Linked DNA regions of Canis lupus: region 2 is linked to region 1. Evidence: chromatin contacts called from public Hi-C data. All regions are on one chromosome and are shown on one strand. Each heading gives the region's core, a stretch centred on a gene start, on an enhancer-like site or on the middle of the called end of the contact. The rest is flanking DNA. Distances are from core to core; before and after follow the strand shown.

Region 1 (3,484 bases), core at 650-3,149:
CTTTTTAAAAAAAGTAGGCTCCATGACTATCATGGAGCTCAGTGTGGGGCTTGAACTCATGACCCTGAGATCAAGACCTGAGCCGAGATCAAGAGTCAGATGCCTAACTGACTGAGCCACCCAGGTGCCCCAACTACCACTTTTACAAAAATAATGAAGTGGTTTCAAAAAAAAATGGAGCTCTTGCCACACAAAATATTTAAATCAGTTTTGTTTTGTCTTGTTTTGTTTTAGTAATCTCTACCCGCAGCATGGGGCTTGAACTTACAACCCTGATGTCAGGAGTTGCACACTCTTCAAACTGAGCTAAACAGGCACCCCTCAATAATTTTTTTTTCTTTGAAGAATTGTTGGGCAGCCCTGGTGGCCCAGAGATTTAGCGCCACCTTTGGCCCAGGGCGTGATCCTGGAGACCCTGGATTGAGTCCCACATCGGGCTCCTTGCATGGAGCCTGCTTCTCTCTTTGTCTGTGTCTCTGCTTCTCTCTCTTCTCTGTGTCTCTCATGAATAGGTAAATAAAATCTTAAAAAAAAAAAAAAAGAATTGTTGCCCTGATTTTTAAAAAGGGCAGGGGGAGACAATGCAGATATCTGCAGAAAATTGGGTAAATTAATTGTAGTAGTCATACATATACTGTGCTACTGTTTATTTTTTATTATTATTTTGTAAGATGTTATTTATTTATTCATGAGAGATACACAGAAACAGAGAGAGAGAGAGGCAGAGACACAGGCAGAGGGAGAAGCAGGCTCCATGCAGGGAGCCCGACGTGGGACTCGATCCCGGGACTCCAGCATCAGGCCCTGGGCCGAAGGCAGGCGTTAAACCGCTGAGCCACCCAGGGATCCCTGTGCTGTTTAAAAAGTTATTTGTAGTATGTTGATAATTTTTTTTTAAAAAAGGCCATAAAACAGTTGGAGCTGTGTTAACCCATTTTTGGAAAAAAAACAAAACAAAACAAAAAAACAATATATAATGGCCGCCCTGGAAAAAACTGGAAACATCCACGCCAAAATGTCAGCAGCAGTGGTTTTCTCTGGGAAATGGCATTGCAGGTGTTTTCCCTTTTCCTTTTGCTTATTTGTATGTCATAAATCAGTTTTGTCCAATAGAATGCTCTGCAGTGACGGAAATGTTCTGTATCTGTACTGTCCAGCACGGCAGCCCCTAACCACGTGTGGCTACTGAGCACTTTCAAAATGGCCAGTGAGACTGAGGAATGGAATTTTACATTTTACTTCATTTTATTTAATATAAACTTGAGTGGCCGCGTGTACAAAGTGGCTACTCACTGCATTGGGCAGCACGGTCCTGAATTGTTTACAGAGAACACACACTGGCTTTGCAAAGAAGGAGGGGGAAGAGCTTTTCTTTCTTTTTTTTTTTTCTTGTTTGTTTATTTGTTCTGCTACTTGCAAAAGCTCCTTGGAGATCTCAGTGAGAGGCAGTGAGTGTCAGGGCTTTGCAAACTGTGAAGTGCGGTGCTCAGGAGGTGCTGCCGCCTGTGACTCCTCTTCCTCTTATTCAGGCCCTTTTTCTGCCATTCCCTCTTTGGGCTCTGAGATCGAGCCCTGACTAGCGACAGCATCTCTGCTGGGGGCCTCTGGAAGCAGGGAGGGTGTCCTGGGGCCTGGCCCCTGCTGCTAAGGAAACATTCATTCTCTCATTCATTCATTCAGCAGTCATCACGAGCCCTCCCCCCTCCTGGCTATGTACTACATGAGGGCAGGGGCACTGGGTCACCACCGTGTGTGTCTGCCCACGTGGAGACGGGCAGGGACAGGCTGGGGAGTTACAGAGTGGAAAGTCACAGGGGTAGGACCTGGAGGCTGAGTTTGAGCCCCAGCTCGGCCTCCTCTGGGCGCACCACTTAATTTCCCTAAACCTCCACTTTCTCATCTGTAAATACCAGAAAAGAGTGACACTGCCCCGGGGAAGCACAGGGTTGACCAGGGCTGGGAAAGCCCATGACAAAGGCCTGCAGAGATATTCAAGGTCAGAGAACGTGCTCCCCTAGGGGAATAATTGGGTAGTGACAGCTGACAGCCAGGCCGATGCCGACCGTAGATACTATTAGTCATATTTCATCACAATGCATCATGGATTCTTTAAGCATAATTAAGATCTTAATTGTAGGAAGAGCAGCAGAAGATGTAATCATCCACCTATGGGGTGTTTGCTGGTGCCCTGTGATGTCCCAGGCCAAGGGTGAATAGGGGTCCTGTCTGGAAATACAGACCTGGATTAGGGTCCTCCCCTTGGGATCCTGACAAGGGAGCAGAGGGGACACATAAGGAAACAGGCAAACTCCATGCAGCAGTCCCATTGGTATACGCCGGGCCCCTAGGGCCAGATGGAATAAGCCTCTGCTCTCAGGAAGCTTCCAAAGGAAGCGGGGAGGCAGATGTTCATCAAATAGCTGCTCAAGTATATAATTACAAACTGTGATAAGGGTTAAGAGGAGGAAGTAGAGGGCTGTGAAGACATGTCATGGGATTTAATGGTAGTGAGAGGGTCAGAGACGATGTCTCTGAGGACAGCAGGATCTGAAGGGGCTTAATAAGGGGTGATGGGGGAGGAGGGGAAGAGTGCTCCTGGGGCCAGTGTGGCTGGAACCCAGGCGGCAGAAGGGATGAGGTCTGCTAGGTGGCTGGGGCAGGGGCACAGCCCACTGGGTCGGCCAGACCCTGCTGGGGAGCCAATGAAACGGTCGCAGGGAAGGGGCGGGGAGGAGAGTTGTTCATTCTGGGATGAGGGCTGCAGGGGCAGGGTGGAAGCAGGGTGGGCACAAGGTGGCTGATGTAAGGGGTGGCAGAGGGGTGCAGAGGTGGGGAGAGACTTGGGAGCTGTTTGGAGACTTGGCATTGGCTCCGCCCTGGGGGGTGGTGGCAAGAGGGGTCCTAGAGTGAGAAGTTCTGTGAAGGAGGAAGGTCTGATTAAAGCTGACTTGAGGGGCTTTGGGGCAAGCGTCCCAGGTGGAGCCCATCTCCCCGGGGCTGTGGAGAGGGTTGCAGCGCCCCCGGTGGAGGCAAAGGGGAAAGACAGTCTCCGAGGTCAGGTCCACTAAGTCCCCTGGGCTTTGAGGAGCTCGCAGAGAAAGGAAACGGAGGTTTGTCGAGTCCTGGCCGTGTGCCAGGCCCTATTCCAAGTCCTACCTTCATGGCCTGGTTTAGTCCCCACAACAATCCTAGGACATCGATGCTGTTACAACTCCCATTTTACAGAGGAGGAAACTGAGACTCAAAGAGGCATTGATTCTGGGATGTGAAGTCCAGCCAGGCTGACCCCAGTCTTGCCTTTTCACCAGGGTGTCATACTGCTCTCGTGGTTTGTGGTGACTAGAGCCTGGAAGAGTTGGAGAGATGGGGGAGGGATGAGACTGAGGCTGAGACGAGCTCCCCAAACACGGAAGGGCTGCACGTGTCCGGGTTAGGGGGTCTGGACTTGGCTGTGACAGATGGGTAGCATGTCCTTAGGGTGGGA
Region 2 (3,648 bases), core at 121-2,620, 66 kb before region 1:
CACTCCCCCCCCCAACTCCACACTGTGAAAGACAGTCTTTAAAACTTGGGGGTGGGGTGGGGGCTGGGAGATGTTGCCCAGCTGGTGCCCAGAGCTAGCTCTGGCTCTTTAGGCCACCCAAGTTCACAGTCCTCCGCTCCCGGGCGCCAGGTCCAGCCTCGAGGCGGGGGTTTGGGGAAGTCAAGTGGGCAGGGCGAGGTTGGGGCCCATCCATGCCCTCGGGCTTCCGGCCGTAGAGGGTCCCGGGGTCCCAGGCGGAACGGGCGCCAGCACCTGCGTTCTGGGCGGGGGAGGAAAGAAGACCAGGGAGCCATCAGTTTCCGCCGAGCGCGCCGAGGCGGGGGCCGTCCGCAGACTGCCCGGCGCCAGGGAGGAAACTTGGTCTCTACCTCCAGCTGATAACTCCGAGCCCTAAGCTGCCCCCACCCAGTTGGCGCCAAAGGACCACAGGCGGAGCTTGCAACCACCCCGCCCTCTTGGAATTGACACTAGTTGGGAGAAGCCTACACTCCCAACTACGGACAGAACGGCTCTTTTATTTACCTGCGCCTACTTTTCCCCCTGTCTTTGGTCACTGGGGGAGGGCAGGGGCAAAGCGCGCGGAAGGTGGAAACGCACATTGGATGGGAATTGGTTCTGTCATTCATTTGATGGAACCGAGGGTTAAGCCACTCTCGCCCCTCCCTCGCCCCGTTTTCCCCAAACTGAGATGGCAATAATCGCTTAAAAGGCCAACCAGTTCCAAGATCTGTCGCTTTAAGCACCGCCCCACCCCCACCCCCTGGGCGACGGCGGGGAGACTCACCTGGAGGCGCCAGGGCTGCCAGGTCAGTGGCAGAAGCTCCTCTTGTCGTTGGAGATCACGAGTTCCGGAGCGAGCTCGGCTGTCTGAGACGAGGAGAAAGAGGGTAAAGTGATGCCCGGCGTTTGGGAGTTTCAGGAGTCCAAGCAGCATCCCGGCTCCGGAGCTCGAGCCCGCCCCACCTCCCGCGCACGCCCCCACGCACCTGGATGGGAAGATGCGGGCCGTCGGGGGGTCCAGGGGCGGGCTCGGCCAGGACCACCTGCAGGTCGAGGATGTAGTCGATGACGCGCTGCAGGATTTCCACCTGGCTAAGCTGAGTGCCTCGCGGGACTCCGGGTACGAGTTCCCGCAAGCGCGAGTAGCAGTGGTTCATGTCGTCCAACAGGCTCAGCGGCTCCTCGGCCGCCGGGCCCTTGCCGCGCCCGCGCGCGATGGCCAGGCTGCGTTCGGACAGGCAGCACACCGCCTCGTAGCAGCCGCGCACCGGGCTCAGCGCCTTCATATTGCAGAGTGAGGCCGGAGGTGCCGAGAGGAGCAGGAGAGCCAGGGAGCCCCGACAGCAGCTGGCAACGCGCGCACGCCGGCCGCGGCCCCACTTATAGAGCCCGGTCGGGGCCACGCCCCTTTATGCAAAACGCGCGCCTCGGCCCCGCCCCCGCCAGCCCTGGGCGTTCACAACCCGGTTAAATTGCAAACAGGCTTCCTCCGGCTGGTCTGACGCCGAATACCGCGGAGCCGCGGATTCAAAGAATGAGGAAGCGCTGATACTGGGGAGAGGCAGGCCTCTTTGCCAGCGAGGATTTTAAAAAATCACTTAAAACCATTAACTTTAAGAATTTGCCTTTTCCTGGCAGCGCCCCAGATCTTTGAGCTCCCCTGCCCCCTGCCAGTCCACCCACAGCCCAACACTAGTTCGAACCCACAGCTCCTCTGAGGTCATAAATCCCTGAACAGCAAAGAAGCTTTTTTTTTTTTTTAAAGCAAAGGATTTTTCAAGGGAAACTTGTAAGGAATTAGTGCCGCCTTGTTCCCCAATTTGCTGTTCGTCTGACCTCCAGACTCACTGGCGTCAGGAATTATCTTGTGACCAGAGGGGAAAAAAAATTAATTGCGGTGAAGCTGAGTTTACAATGAAGAAAACAGATTTGGGCTAGGGCTGAGATTGCAGAAGGAGGAGGGGAAGGGGGTTTGAGCAAAGAACACTATTTGAGCAACAGGGGAAAAGGAAAAAAAAAAAAAAGAAGAAGAAGAAGAAAGCAGGCCGAATCCGTGATTTTTGCATGGGGAGAGAAAGGAGCTCCCACCCTCTGGCCCCATGCGCTCCATAAGGAGCCAAATATTTGCCAGTTGTGTTTTGGAAGTGAGTTCGATTAAAATCTTAGACCGAGTTTTAAATATGGGGCGACAGACAAGATGATTTCTGTATCAATCTTTCAAGGGGTCCCCCGTGGGGGGGGGTCAATCTCTTAACTCTTGCTTTGCCATCCCCCCACACCCCACACTTTCCACACACCTCTATGCAGAAAACAATAGTTTGGTAATTTCATCACTCTATTGTCTGTCCCTTTCTGCTATGGAAGGGTAGGGCCACCTGGACTTGATTATTCTTAGCCTCACTGAAATAGCTCCAGCTCTATCTGAGAGCCCAGGAAAGGGATCAGAGAACAGGGAAGCTAAGCCCTGTATTGCAACAGGACATTGCACTCAGTATTCTTGTCTTCTTGTCACTTCCCAGAACTTTTGGGAATTTGCAGCCTCAAAATGCTGGTTTTCATCTTGGAACTGACCAGGTGGGATTCCCCCAATGGTTGCTTCCTAAATCAATCAGTTGGTAAATATTTATGGAGTCATCTTACACAGAACAGTGGCTCCTGCTCTCAAGAATCTCACAATTTGGGGAGACAAGATTAACACAGGAAACAATTAAGATTTCTATAGTATGTGGCACTAATTAAAAGGACAATGGGAGCTCAGAGCTAGGAGAATCTCAAAATAATAATGGTAGAGAGGACGCTGGACTGGAAATCCACATAGCCATGCGATCTTGAACAAGCCCATTTACCCTGGCCTTTGTTGCCTTGTGACTAATATGGGGAGATGGTGCTAAGTGATTATTTTAAATCCTTCCCAATACTAGAAATCTAAGGCTTTATGAAATTTGGACAGGCAGGTGTGGGGTAGTAAAGGGCTCAGAGAGGGGCTATAAAAACATGTCCAGTGTCACACCACAGCTAATGGTAGACTCAGCCCTGAAGTCCCGTTGTTTGCCATCATACCACACAAGGTTCTGTGTCCCAAGAAAGGGGTCTTCTAAAGATTTCTCCCTAGAATGTTAATGTTTCCAAGTTTCTTATACTTTTTAGCATGAGGAAGAAGAAAATAACCTGTAAGTGCACAAGTCAGTCTATAAATGCTACAGACGTCAGAAGAAGAGAATGCCAGCTATTTGGTCATGGGAAAGGAAAATGGTGGCTCCGCAGACTCCTGAGTGACCAAATAGAAAACCCTTTCCTTTTCTATCACGCAGACTTCCGTGGTTTGTGCAAAATGGTCAAGCCTGGGTTGGGGGGGAGGGTGTTCTGGAAAAATCATGGCCTTTGGAGCCAGGCAGATTTATGTTCAAATCCCGGTTCTTCTCTTTTACTAATGATGTTGAACTAAGTCAACTCTCCATGCCTCAAGTTCCCAATTTATAAAAACGAAGGCTAATTAGATCTAGCTCATTTATTCAACAAATAATTACTGCATGCCTCTGCTCTGCAAGGCACTTGACATATGCTCTTTCCACCAGATCTGGTAGTCTCCTTAGTGCCTGGGGACACAGCATGGGGCCAGGTGTGTGT

What was found. A called contact is a pair of places that touch in the nucleus more often than the background predicts.
Region 2: a contact with region 1 is called in a Hi-C map of blood, with 3 times the contacts expected there. The contact joins the promoter of ID3 here to the enhancer-like site in region 1. A contact is called at or near these places in 7 of 9 Hi-C or Micro-C datasets (amygdala, blood, liver and 1 more).

What each region holds. Positions count from the first base shown.
Region 1 is chr2:75,206,921-75,210,404 of UU_Cfam_GSD_1.0, reverse strand. No RefSeq gene overlaps it. Among named protein-coding and RNA genes, the nearest start is that of RPL11, 29 kb to the right of the region's middle. Within about 2 kb of position 1,899, at least 4 of the 20 cell types and tissues checked have an H3K27ac peak or open chromatin away from gene starts, as enhancers often do. A contact at or near this core is called in blood, where this site is marked.
Region 2 is chr2:75,272,687-75,276,334 of UU_Cfam_GSD_1.0, reverse strand. ID3 (inhibitor of DNA binding 3, HLH protein) reads right to left here and starts at 1,370. Exons shown (of 3, transcript NM_001003025.2): 1 at 1,008-1,370; 2 at 806-888; 3 at 242-280. The coding sequence starts at 1,307. The coding sequence ends at 829. The region is part of intron 3 of LOC111093589 (a long non-coding RNA gene); the gene reads left to right.